Linked DNA regions of Sus scrofa: region 1 is linked to region 2. The links are chromatin contacts, called in public HiChIP or PLAC-seq maps. All regions are on one chromosome and are shown on one strand. The core of a region is the stretch at or near the end of the contact, and the rest is flanking DNA. Distances in the headings are between cores, read along the strand shown. Region 1 overlaps RALGPS1 (ras-specific guanine nucleotide-releasing factor RalGPS1). Region 2 overlaps RALGPS1 (ras-specific guanine nucleotide-releasing factor RalGPS1).

Region 1 (3,072 bases), core at 487-2,986, 72 kb before region 2:
CAAATTTTATTTAGCTGTTTCCTGGAGGGAACTATAGCTAGTGAAAACCAAACACTCTCAAAGCTAATAAAGATACTTAGAAATAAATGCTGTAGCCACTCGCCACAGCCCTTTGCCTGCTTTTGTTACCATTTTGACCCGAACTGGGTACTTACAAGGAGTTGCTATCAGATCAAATTAAGCTGCAAGTAAATGGCCTATTTCCTACCACTGTTTTTGCTCTTTGAAGTAAATGGGAATGACATTTTGAGACAGAGTCTTATTTTTTAAATGTAGTAAGTTTTTCCCTCAGTGTTTTTTAAATTATGTTTCATGAGAAACAGTGCACTAAAGTTCAGCCAACTGGCTCTAAAATTTGCATCGAAAGGAGCTGGAATACACACCACATGGTGAATGACAATGGCTAGTACTACATTAGGGTATCTTTACAAGGAGTGGGGGACACACGCACGAATGGTCCCGGGAAACTAGTGAGTGTAGAACCTTCCACAGGCGTTTAGAAGAACCCATAGTCTTTTGAGCAGTTATACACGTAACGGCTAAAGCAGCATTCAAGGTCCCGAGCAGGAACTAAGCTTTACCAACGCAGCTGAAAATATCAAGTCCCGCCCCCAGAATAACTCCCTCTCCCCCAGGGAAAGACCTACGGTGAGGACGTTGCCAGGGGAAAAAGAAACGGCTTCAGACATTTTTTCCTATATTGTACTTTCCAGGAATTATGTAACTCTTCCTCTTCTGATAAACAAATCCGGCCCCAGGACAGGTTGGGTTTTCAAGAGGAATCCAGCACTAAAACCACAACCTGGACGTGGGCAGGGTCTGTCTATGGCAATCAGAGGGGCAGGCAGGGCCCTAGCTGCCCTCGGGATGACAGATGGCCCTGCTGAGCCTCAGGATGGGATCGCGGTGCCCCCATGGTAACAACCCTCACGCGCTGTCCTGAGGGCAGAAAGCACCTTGGCGTCTCCTCCCGTTCTTCCCATCTGACTCATGTATGTCAGGAGTCTTTCTGATGCAAGGATGGGAAAGGAAGTCTGATTGGTGTATGGGGCGTGCGGGGGCGGGAGGGGGGGATCCTCGGGGCTGAAGGGAGAGGAGCATGAGGTGAGGCTGGGCTCCCTCGGAGGCAAGCAGGAGGGTCTCGCAGGAGAACAGAGGTCCACACGGAGCTTCTTGGGAAGTACCTGACAGGAACAGGCAGCTGAGATGAGGTGAGCAAGGACAAGGAGGGTGTTTCTGTCCGGAAACTCAGTGGCAAGGGGCCCTGGCCCAGACCATGTGTCTGCTGCCAGTGTGGACCTGTCCTGTGTCCTGAGCCACCGTGGTTATGCACAAGGGACCTCTGGCCAGCGGCCTGAGCAGGGGACTCATCCAAAGGGGAGGGGTCTGGGACCTCCTGGTCTAATGAGAAGGGACACCGGGCAGCAAGGGGAGATGCTGCTGGTCCAGTCTGCCCTTGGCTGAAGCCCGCTAACCACTCCCTCAGAAGCCCAAGATAGCACTGCTTTGTAGTCCAAGAACAAAGTGTCACAAGAAAGAGCCAAGGCAATTCATCCCACTTCATTTAGTGCCCTACGGAGGCCACCCACAAGTCATAAATGGCAGAGGACATACAGGTGGCAAGTGAAAGGGAGGAGTAGGAAAATAATGACCTGAACGCGGAGGTGAGGAGTCAGGAGAGGGCAGTGTCAAGAGCCCAGGGCTTAGAGCCAGACCATCTGGGCCAAGTCCTGGCTCTGCCACTCTCCAGTTATGTGACCCTAGACAACCTCTCAGCACCTGCTTATTTGCTGAGCCATTGTGAGCATTCATTGAGATGATGCATTAAAATATCTAGCAAAGTGCCAGGCACAGAGAAAGCAGACGATAAGCCCAGCTCCTGTGATCATTCTGTGAGAGAGGAGAGGCCATCCTGAGCAATGCTGGAAGAGCATGTCTGCCACCTTGCAGCAATGGGCCGCTCGAGGCGTCCCTCAGCCTCATCCATCAACCCGTCCTCCACCTGATTAGCCTCAGGCGAGGTGGAACGGGCTCGGGAGCTGGGCAAACCAACATGCCCTCCATCTGCAGATCTGAGATGGGGCTTTGCCCTCACCCTCGCCCAGTGGAAAGACACTGCCGTTTACAGCAAGTCTTAAGATGAGAGCAAGGAAAGGACACGAAGCATTAAGAAGGATGATAATTGGAGTTCCTGTCGTGGCGCAGTGGTTAACGAATCCGACTAGGAACCATGAGGTTGCGGGTTCGGTCCCTGCCCTTGCTCAGTGGGTTAACGATCCGGCGTTGCCGTGAGCTGTGGTGTAGGTTGCAGACGCGGCTCGGATCCCGCGTTGCTGTGGCTCTGGCGTAGGCCGGTGGCTACAGCTCCGATTCGGCCCCTAGCCTGGGAACCTCCATATGCCGCGGGAGCGGCCCAAGAAATAGCAACAACAACAACAACAAAAAGACAAAAAGACAAAAAAAAAAAAAAAAAAAAAAAAAAGAAGGATGATAATTCAATAACGTGGCTCAAGTCCAAACAAATGGGAAAGGCTTTTACCCCCCACTAAAAGGCAAGGTCTCTCTTATTGGGCCCAACTAAATGAGGTTTTCAAGGATCATGCCCAGATTGGGGGGGGGCAGGATGGGCTGGGGGGGGGTTGGGATGGAAATGCTATAAAATTGGGTTGTGATGATATTGTACAACTATAAATGTAATAAAATTCATTTTAAAAAAGATCGCACCTAAGACAAAACAACTTAAAATGTTAAAAATCCAAAATAGAGTCAAAGATTTATAAAATGAATGCAAAGGAAAAATAAATCAGATTTCACCGAATTAACATCAAAGAAATAAAAGAAAGGAATAAGTGGAATCAAGGTCATTTTGTACGGGACATACTTCATAGTGAATCCAGAGCTGTTACAAACTCCCAGAGGTCAGTCCTCGGTATCCACGCGGGACTGGCTCCAGGACCCCTGTGGGTACCACAGTCTGGGGATGTCAAGTCCCATATATAACATGGCATCGTATTTGCATGTAACTTATGCACATCCTCCCCTATACTTTAAACCATCTCCAGACTACTTATA
Region 2 (3,348 bases), core at 570-3,069:
GAGCCCAGAAGGAAATGCTCTTCTCCCTGCCTCTCATTCATTCAACAAGTACCGACAAGTACCGGTCCTATAACGTGCCACCGTGGTTGGAGTAAGGGACACAGCAGGGACAAAACGTCCTTCCTTTGGAGGGGCTGACACTCTGCTGGGCCCAGGGCCCTTCTAAGCTTCCTTATTGCATTGCTGACTTGTCTCACGAGGGGAGAAATAGCTTGCTGAGTTTCTGCCTTGTGCCAGGCTATCTGCCTATATGATCTCCTTTAAGCATCACAACACCATGAGATGGGCATCCTGTCCATGCTGCAGATGAGGAAACGGGCTCCGGGAGGTGCGGAAACTTGCCAGGCGCACGCAGCTGGAGAGCAGCAGAGCCAGGTTCCACACGCAGATCTCCCTGCCTCCGAAGGGTGAGCCTCCCAACACCCCAAACTGCCTGTGATCAGAATCAGGCCGTTGCTCCTGCAGCAAGAGTCTAAACAAAGCCCATTTTCCTCACAAAGTCACAACCAGGCGCCAAGCCCCCGGGGATAAAAGCAGCTGTTCACCAAAGGTTCTGTTTTGTGTTATTAATTTATTTAAAATGTCATACCCACACTCAAGAAGGAAGAAAATAATGAGTCTGGAAATTGCAAAGTGTTGGCTTCATCGGATCAAATGTGCTGCTGGCCTATGTCTGCGGTCAGATCTGACTCCCAGCCGGCTCTCCCCACCCTTCAAGCAGGCCTTTTTTGGGGAGCCCAGAGAGGGACTCCAGCCTCTGTCTCCATCATGAATGGAGCTGGGGGAAAGCCCTTTTCCACTTTGTTTCGATTGTGACACCAGATCATTGCAATGGGTAGAGCAATTACTAGGAAACGAGAAGCAAATAACAAATGCAAACTCAGAGCAGTGACAAAGGAGAGAGACAGCTGCTCAGGTACTGGAAAGCCCTGTGCCAGAGCCGTCCTCCCCAGGCCGTGGCCCCACTCCGAGGGCACCTGGACCGCCGCCCCCCCACTACCCGATTCAGGTTTGTTTTTCTTACAGAGAGAGCCAGTGTAGTGTTTACGTCAAGAGGATGCAATGGGATCTTACTGTTATTATTTTTATTACTACACCCTAATATATTCAGCAAATAACATCAAGCACTGGGTAGATGGCAGGACACAGTGAATTGTACTGGATGATCCCTGTGGCCATAGAGTTTATAATCCAGGTGGGAGACAGATTGGAAACACTAATTATTGCCTTTTCAGCCATGACATTTGCACACAATGGAGGTCTGCTGCTGGCCCATCCCTTGGAACCTTGGCTGCCTGGGAGAGGAGACAAGTCTACCTCCTAGGAGCAGGACGAAACGCAGTCAGGCTTTAGCTTTAGAAAGACATCTCCCAAGGCAGAGAGGAGGTTGGGGGCAGGATTGGATGTGGGGAGATGGGATCAGAGGAGGCGGCAGTGACTTGGGCTGGGCTGGGGCAGGGGCGGGAAACGGTCTGAGAAAACAGCATGTGACCTGAAAGAGGGGTTTTAATGATGTCAGCGAAACCAGTCTCCTCTTTACAAATAACTGCCTTGCTGGCAACACTCTTCCCTCCTCCCGAAGCCAAACGCTGTGATTCCAAGGAGCAGCGAAGACACACAGGGTTTGTCCGACTTCCAACACTGACCTCTGCTTTCTGGAATGCCCGCTTCTTCAGAGCAAGCGAACGGCATCCAGACAAAAGGCCAGAGGGTCAGGTTCCTGAACCCACAAGTAGTGTTTTCCTGAACTGCAACGTGTCATGTGCCTGCCCAGAGGAAACTGTATGTCAGCGGGGAGTCTTCCACTCCTGCAGGTCAGTTCTCTGCAGACCAGCAGAGGCTAGTCCAGCCATAGCCCAAGGTCTCAAGCCCTGATTCAGGGAAGGATGAAACCCAGTCTCCCTAGAGTGAGTGCCCCCCGCTACCTCTGCTCAGGGACAAGAGTTCTATCTGGGGAGTTCCCGTTGTGGCTCAGAGGGTTAGGGACCAGACATTGTCCCTATGAGGAGGCAGGTTTGATCCCTGACCTCGCTCAGTGGGTTAAGGGTCTGGTGTTGCCGAAGATGCAGCTTGGATCTGGTGTTGCTGTGGATGTGCCGAATCAGCTGTGGCCCTGATTCGACCCCTGGCCTGGGAACTTCTGTATGCCACATGTGCAACAATAAAAAGGAAAAAGAAAAAAAAAAAAGAGTTCTAACTGGATATGGCCTCCATTGTCCCACAACATTTGTTAACGCACCTCCCACCTCCTCATTCTTTTCCCTTTAAATCCCGGGTTCCCTCCAGAGCCCCAGTGAGGAAGGGGTCGGGACAGAGGACGTGTGCCCACCCAACACCCCTGGCCTGCCTTCCACTGACACTCAGCACCAGGCCTGTGCCTTGAACCCAGGTGGCAGATGCTGGTGACACTCTGGTCCCTTCCCTCATAATGCTCTCAGTCTAGGCCCGCAACTGTCTTCTGGGGAGCCCCAAGCCATTTCTGGACACTTCCATGTCCCCCCCACATTGCCATCAGCTCCCGACCCCAGGATGCTCTCTCACGTTCCACTCTAGCTCACAGTCTCCTCCCACTCTCCTGCCGTCATCTCCGGGCACGTCGGTAAACTGGGTCACACCTCAGCCTCCCCCCAGAAAGGCTTCCATGCCCCCCCCACCACAGCTACCCAAAGGCATAGCCCTCGCCCTCGAAAGCGTGGTTGCTAGAGCGACCCCGCCTCTGACCCTGAACTAGGAAATCCTTCGCCCACATGACCTCCTGGCCTCCCTCCCCTGGACGAAACGCTGCCGACCACGCGGCCTGACTTCCAGGACACCGGGCTGCCTGGGCCTCCTGCATCCAGGGCCACTGCCTCTGCCTCCTTCCCTGCTACCTGCTCTTCCTTCTGCTCCCCAATGGCACAGCGCACCCCTCTTCTCCTGGGTCTTCTTGGTTCAGCTCTCATGGCAGCCCCCTGACGGGTCTAAGGCCGGGCCCCTTCTCTCCATTGCCACCGCCCTTGCCTCCCACAGGCTGCTGCGCACCCCCCAGCCAGTCTGCTGCCTGCAATTGGCAATTCAAACCAACATTCTAAAGTACAAATCCATCCAGGACACTCCCCTTTTGCAACCTCTCCGTGAATCCCCAAGGCTAACAAGCTAGAGCTCTGCCTCCTGCCCACCCCACCCACCACCTTCTCCTTGATGCCCCAGATACTCTGGTCCACTGTGTGTTTACAAGTCTGCCTGTCGCTCTCTCGGAATTGTGTCCACGTCCCCCACCCCCGCCCCTGTCTCCGCAACAGGCAGCACCACAGACTGATGAATGAGCGAATGAGCGAAGGTCAGTCTCACTACCGGGCTATCTGGCAG

The links. HiChIP or PLAC-seq counts read pairs in DNA pulled down with a chosen protein or histone mark.
Region 1: a contact with region 2 is called in an H3K27ac HiChIP or PLAC-seq map of skeletal muscle, with 4 times the contacts expected there. The contact joins two enhancer-like sites. A contact is called at or near these places in 3 of 47 Hi-C or Micro-C datasets (embryonic fibroblasts, heart right ventricle and mesenteric adipose tissue) and 1 of 2 datasets of contacts at active chromatin or transcription factors (skeletal muscle).

What each region holds. Positions count from the first base shown.
Region 1 is chr1:267,623,340-267,626,411 of Sscrofa11.1, reverse strand. The region is part of intron 8 of RALGPS1 (ras-specific guanine nucleotide-releasing factor RalGPS1); the gene reads right to left. Among named protein-coding and RNA genes, the nearest start is that of ANGPTL2, 35 kb to the left of the region's middle. Within about 2 kb of position 1,736, at least 10 of the 83 cell types and tissues checked have an H3K27ac peak or open chromatin away from gene starts, as enhancers often do. A contact at or near this core is called in skeletal muscle, where this site is marked.
Region 2 is chr1:267,551,557-267,554,904 of Sscrofa11.1, reverse strand. The region is part of intron 4 of RALGPS1 (ras-specific guanine nucleotide-releasing factor RalGPS1); the gene reads right to left. Among named protein-coding and RNA genes, the nearest start is that of ANGPTL2, 110 kb to the left of the region's middle. Within about 2 kb of position 1,819, at least 23 of the 83 cell types and tissues checked have an H3K27ac peak or open chromatin away from gene starts, as enhancers often do. A contact at or near this core is called in skeletal muscle, where this site is marked.